2 separate regions of the Arabidopsis thaliana genome follow, and region 1 is linked to region 2. Evidence: chromatin contacts called from public ChIA-PET data. All regions are on one chromosome and are shown on one strand. The core of a region is the stretch at or near the end of the contact, and the rest is flanking DNA. Distances in the headings are between cores, read along the strand shown. Region 1 holds the start of NEF1 (no exine formation 1). Region 2 holds the start of AK-LYS1 (aspartate kinase 1).

Region 1 (2,905 bases), core at 41-2,540, 43 kb before region 2:
ACTCACAATCACAGACAAAGCTGTGAAAAAGGCTGAGCTCAGAGCACTCGAGATCATTCCAAGAACAGAAGCACCAGCACCAGCAGCACCTCCAAGCAATGTTGTAGTCACCAGAAGGTAGTTCAATGGAGGCGGCACTTGAATATACTTTCCAAAAGAGCGGAAAACAACTCTAATCTCCAAACAGATCACAATAATGACCATGGCAATAGCCCCATTCACAATCCGAATGCTCTGCAGCTGATGTGAATCCTTGGTAACCCACCATAGACCACCTCTTGTCGAAGCATAGAGCTGGAACAGGAAAGGGATAAAGAACAGGAGCAGCAAATCACAAACTGAAGCAGCAGATGAGAATATCACAGAGTAATGTGACGCCACGTGAAAGAGAAGCGGCATAAACATCAAATTCAGTGAAAGGAAACAGCTCTCCAGCTGTCCAAGGATAAAGCTATCATCAGGGATCTCTCCTCCATGGTACTTAACTTCCTGCTTGGTCTTGAAAGAAGAAACTCTAGGAATAGCGAAAATCCAGTAGAAGACGCAGGCGAACAAGAGGAAATAGTAAGAAGAGTTGTTCATCCCAACGGCAGAGATAGTTGCCCATGCGAAAAAAGAAGAGGCAGTGAAAGGGACACATGCGAACAAGAGACGCTCCAAAGCGACAACAATGGAAGGATTCTCCAGCTGAAGCCATTTGAATTGGAGCGAAGTCCAGCAGCCGATGAGGAAAGTAGTCTGAGCGCAGAGAAAAGCCGCGAGCAAGCCGAGAGGAACGGAATTGAAGGAGGAAAAGAGAGAAGATGAGAAGAAGAAAGAGATCTGAGCAGCGAGCAGTGACATCCATATACCGAGGAAGCCTCCGAATTTGACATTGAGAGAATCGACGATGTAAGATATGAGGAGGCCGATTGTGAGTGTAGCGACAACCGGAGTGCCGCCGAGGTCGAGGAGGAAGGCGGCGCAAGGGACAAGAGCAATTGCGATCCGTCCATTGTAGGCGAAGGAAGATGGAGAGAATCGAGAGTTGTTGGATCTCGAAGTAGGAGTAGCTCGATCGATGAAGTTTCTGGTTGATGCAGGGCTCATGTGAGGTGAGTAAGAGGAGGAAGATTGAGTAGGTTCACTGGTGGAGGCGGTTATATGGGGCCGGAACAGCCGCGGCTGTAGCTCCGGTGGCATCATGGTCGCCGGAATTTTTGTTTGGAATTCAGATTGATGGCGAATCTCGCCGTTTACTGATGAAGAAAGGATCTGCGTGTTGATTTCGCGGAAACAGTGACGTGTCCGGATGAGCGATAGCCCTTGGATCTTTCTTGTGGGGCCCTCTAATCTTATTAGCTCTCGTAGGTCTGTGTCCACTGAATAGTAGCTCAAGCTAGCCAAACGCTGTCGTATGGAAGGAGTGACGAGTGGTACTGTCGTTTCGTCATTTGAGTGTCACTATTTTAAACGCGACTTTTCGTGCCTAGCTAGAATATTGTCGGACCAACAAAAAAACTCGATAATCCATGGACTTATCACTTATGATATTTCGATAACTTGTATGATAAATCAGGAAATACATTGTGTATGTTAAAGTGTCATTAGTTTGTGTTTATTTGTTACGGGCTTTGTTATTCTTATGTAACGGTGGTTTTAACGGCTGGAATGTAGCTCATGTAGCTCCCACGACGGAGTTTTCCGGCTAAGAAACTCGGAAACAACGTTCGACTCCAATATATTCAAGGCTTCTTCATGCGTCACTGACCTTGGAGTCTTGTACTGACTCACAGAAGAGCCTCGAGACAAGAAGAAATTCATGAGCTCATCAAAAGCGCCAGGTTTAACTACCTTAATCTCAAGTGGTCCAATGATCTTATCATTTTTTCGTCCTTCTCTGTAGATAGAGTCGAGAGACTCCTCAACGGTTAAGCAACATTCCTCCAAGACATTAGATTTGGGATCGAGCTTGGCGTTCTTGAATTTGTTACCAAGTTCCCAATAGAGCACGTAGTGTCCTGGCAACGAGGATAGATCTACACGGCTAGTGAAATCCATGAGCATCAGGTCATGTGGCTCAAGCAGGAGACTCGCGTTTTTCACTGCCTTGAGAAGGTCTTCTTCGTAGGTCTTGCTCAAGTCGATGCTCAGAACTACATTCTGTCTCCCCACGAAGTAAAATTGTGGCGCATTGTTGTGGAAACCAGTCACTCGTAAAACATCCCCTAAACGGTACCTATACAGACCTGTAATTCACGCATGCATCTTGTGAGAAAACCAACATATAGATTTTTAGTATATCATATACATTAAGAAAACAAAAGAGTGAAAATATTTAATTCTATCATTTATAGTTTTCTCAAGCAAGCAATATAAAGACTTTTTAAAACAAAACCCTAAAACTACATTTATTTTGAAACGTAGAGTACAAGAAACTTACCAGAAAACGTTGTGACAAGAAGTTCATAATCATGGCCAATTTTAACATCGACGAGGTCGACCACCACAGGGTCTGCGGGAACATGGCCAGCTTCTTGACGGTCTTTCACGACCTCAATGAACTCAAAGTACCCCATACTTGGAATGATGGTGTACGACACATCACTAGGCTTAGACAGAGGATTGAGATTGATACCGATGAAACATTCGGAGCTGCCATACCATGATGAAACCAAAGGAAGACCACCGCCATAGAATTCCAGCAATGGTATGTACTGTGCCATGGTGCCGGTAATGACGGCTTCTATACATTTTGCTTTTGGCCAAATTCTACTCAATATTGCCTCCCATGAGGTTTTACTGCATTCTTGTTCGATCAGGTTTGCTAGGTCCGGATCTGGAGCGGTGAGGAAGTTACCGATCCCTGAAACACATTGGGCGTCTGTGATCCAGTCGCTGAGACGGCCAGTCCTTATGTTAGAGC
Region 2 (3,280 bases), core at 429-2,928:
GGAACAGCAGGATCATGCATCCAATCATCATATAATCTCTTGGCAACAGCTGGATAAGTTGCCTCCAGGATATCCCCATTTGTGAAATCATCCGTTGTAATGAAACCAATTTCAAATGCATCATACTGCAAAGTAATGGTCGATAAATCTACTTAGCTATGTTTGCGAGCCGGATCATTGTGCAATAAAGCTCACACCAAGGCCAGTTTAGCATGTAACAGAGAAAGTACACCAATATGTGTTCCTTGATAACCGAAACCAAACTAATAAAAAAGTTAAATGACCAATTCAGAGTATATAGAATTTGTTTATCATATTTTCTAAATCTAGATTGAACTTTTCTACCCTAATCTACCAAGATATCAATTTGACTAAATAAGCAACCAAATGTGATATATAATATAATTAAGAAAATTACAGTAGAACTAAAAATATGATGATGGACATACTTGGCGTGCCTTGACACCGATTGTATTAAGATAAGCAGCAAAAATCCTTGTAGACAAACACTCTCCAAAAGAGACTAAGTAATCTCTGGTTCGAAGTGTCAATTCCTTCATCATGGCAATGCCTTTCAGGAGTTGCTCCAGTTCCTCCAAATAGGCTGCAAAATGTATCCAAGATATAAATAGGCAATGCATGTACACTCTTGAATTATTACCAAACTCATCACAAATCAAAAATTTATGAGCCTTATCAGAATTAGAAAGAAATGAAGCTCCAAATGTTGGAAAGTCTACAAGTTAAAATATGCTCACTCAAAATAACAGAGGGATCAATGTTGAGCTCTTTCACCGTCCTGAAACAACAAAAAAACACATTCTTGATCAAAACCAACAGCAACAAAGGAAAAGATACTCAAAGGTACCAAATTAATCATAGTTACAAGAAACCAAAACCTGATATGCAATTCCTTTATAATGCTCAACTCCTCAATCTCAGATGCATTAGAAACACCACAACTAACCGCCTTCTCTCCCGCCTTCACTAGCAACAAAACCAATAATTCCAATCAAAAAAATTCAAAACTTTGAATAGAAAACAGAGAAAAGGGAGAGAATCTCAGCATTACAAGCAAGAGATTGTTGGTAGTTTTCCCCATAGCAGAGAGAACAATGACGGGACTTTCTTCCGGAAAAGTCAAAATCAAATCAGCAACTTCCTTCATTCTCTCAGCTGACGCCACCGAAGATCCACCAAACTTCATCACGCACGTGATACCCTTCTCATCTACCTCCGTTATCGCCTCTGTCTTCTTCTCTTCCAACACAGCTCGCACAATGTTTCTGCTGCCTGAACCTGAAACCTTTCTAATGGAGGAGCCATCTCCAATGGGTAATGATAATTTCTTCAGCGTAGGGAAATCGACACGATTTAGAGAAATCGGTAGCGTCGGCGAGTTTCGGTGGCGGGTAAGTGGCAATCTGGTGAAAGCTGCATTGCTATGACAACAACGAACCCTAGTAGCCGCCATTTGAGAGGAGGAAGAAGAAGAATATTATTGATAGGTTTTTAAAACAAGAAGAGGAGAGAAATCGTACGGCTCACTCTCATTTGATGAGAGACACCAAAGAAGGAAACTTTGAACCTTCCACTCTTCGGGTCTCTGTACTAAAACGCTGTCGTTTATTACCAACCATTGATTTTGATTTTGACCCGTTTTGGTTGTTGGCTTGTTGCAATAACTGAAGCCAGTAAAGTCTGAGTTTTTTGCTTCTCTGTCGTTTGTTCTCGAAAGGGAAAAGCTCTAAACTTTTGTAGAATTTCTCCATCAACTATGACGATTCTCACTGTACAGTCTTCGTTTAGCTCTTCTCGAGTTCCGGTTATAAAGAACGCGAATTTCGATCAAATTCCGTCGTGGGTTTCTCTGAAGTCGAGCACTTCTTCTCCGTCTGTTAAAATCTCGCATAAGCAAGGACAAGTAGAGAATCTTCATTTGGTTTCGTTGTCGAAGCATAGGAAGCTCAACGAAGCATTTGAGTTTTTGCAAGAAATGGATAAGGCTGGTGTCTCCGTTAGCTCGTATTCTTACCAATGTCTCTTTGAGGCTTGCAGAGAATTGAGGTCTTTATCTCATGGGAGACTCTTGCACGATCGCATGCGGATGGGTATCGAGAATCCTTCTGTGCTTCTTCAGAACTGTGTGCTTCAAATGTACTGTGAGTGTCGGAGCTTGGAAGATGCAGATAAGCTGTTCGATGAAATGTCTGAGTTAAATGCAGTTTCTCGTACAACGATGATATCTGCTTACGCCGAACAAGGAATTTTGGATAAAGCTGTTGGTTTGTTCTCGGGAATGCTAGCGTCAGGCGACAAGCCTCCTTCTTCCATGTATACGACACTCTTGAAATCTTTGGTAAACCCCAGGGCTTTAGACTTTGGTAGACAGATTCATGCTCATGTTATACGTGCTGGGTTATGTAGCAACACATCTATAGAGACCGGGATCGTGAACATGTACGTGAAATGTGGTTGGTTAGTGGGTGCTAAGCGAGTGTTCGATCAGATGGCAGTGAAGAAACCAGTGGCTTGTACGGGATTGATGGTAGGTTATACTCAAGCTGGAAGAGCAAGAGATGCTTTGAAACTATTTGTGGATTTGGTAACGGAAGGTGTTGAATGGGACAGTTTTGTGTTTTCAGTTGTTCTTAAAGCGTGTGCTTCTCTTGAAGAGCTTAATCTTGGCAAGCAAATTCATGCCTGTGTCGCTAAGCTTGGATTGGAATCTGAAGTCTCGGTTGGAACTCCACTTGTTGATTTTTACATCAAATGTTCCAGCTTCGAGTCTGCTTGTCGTGCATTTCAAGAAATCCGTGAGCCAAACGATGTTTCCTGGAGCGCAATCATCTCCGGATACTGTCAAATGAGTCAATTTGAGGAGGCTGTTAAAACCTTCAAGTCTTTGAGAAGCAAAAACGCATCGATTCTAAATTCATTCACATATACTAGCATATTCCAAGCATGCTCGGTACTTGCAGATTGCAACATTGGTGGCCAAGTCCATGCAGATGCTATAAAAAGAAGTCTGATTGGATCTCAGTATGGAGAAAGCGCTCTTATTACGATGTATTCAAAATGTGGATGCTTAGATGATGCAAATGAAGTCTTTGAGTCCATGGACAACCCCGATATTGTTGCATGGACTGCTTTTATATCAGGTCATGCTTACTATGGAAATGCCTCTGAAGCTTTGAGATTGTTTGAGAAAATGGTGAGTTGTGGTATGAAGCCAAACTCAGTTACATTTATTGCGGTTTTAACCGCGTGCAGCCATGCA

Evidence for each region. ChIA-PET counts read pairs in DNA pulled down with a chosen protein or histone mark.
Region 1: a contact with region 2 is called in an H3K4me3 ChIA-PET map of shoot, with 11 read pairs. The contact joins the promoter of NEF1 here to the promoter of AK-LYS1 in region 2. A contact is called at or near these places in 3 of 26 Hi-C or Micro-C datasets (callus, leaf and root), 1 of 2 datasets of contacts at active chromatin or transcription factors (shoot) and 1 of 3 other capture datasets (seedling).

Annotation. Positions count from the first base shown.
Region 1 is chr5:4,291,089-4,293,993 of TAIR10.1, reverse strand. It overlaps NEF1 (no exine formation 1), which reads right to left and starts at 1,290. Exons shown (of 4, transcript NM_121342.4): 1 at 1-1,290. The coding sequence starts at 1,185. AT5G13380 (Auxin-responsive GH3 family protein) reads right to left here. Exons shown (of 6, transcript NM_121341.2): 5 at 2,423-2,905; 6 at 1,553-2,228. The coding sequence ends at 1,639.
Region 2 is chr5:4,247,710-4,250,989 of TAIR10.1, reverse strand. It overlaps AK-LYS1 (aspartate kinase 1), which reads right to left and starts at 1,678. Exons shown (of 13, transcript NM_121331.3): 1 at 1,073-1,678; 2 at 900-982; 3 at 759-799; 4 at 450-604; 5 at 1-125. The coding sequence starts at 1,474. It overlaps RARE1 (Pentatricopeptide repeat (PPR) superfamily protein), which reads left to right and starts at 1,683. Exons shown (of 1, transcript NM_121330.2): 1 at 1,683-3,280. The coding sequence starts at 1,778.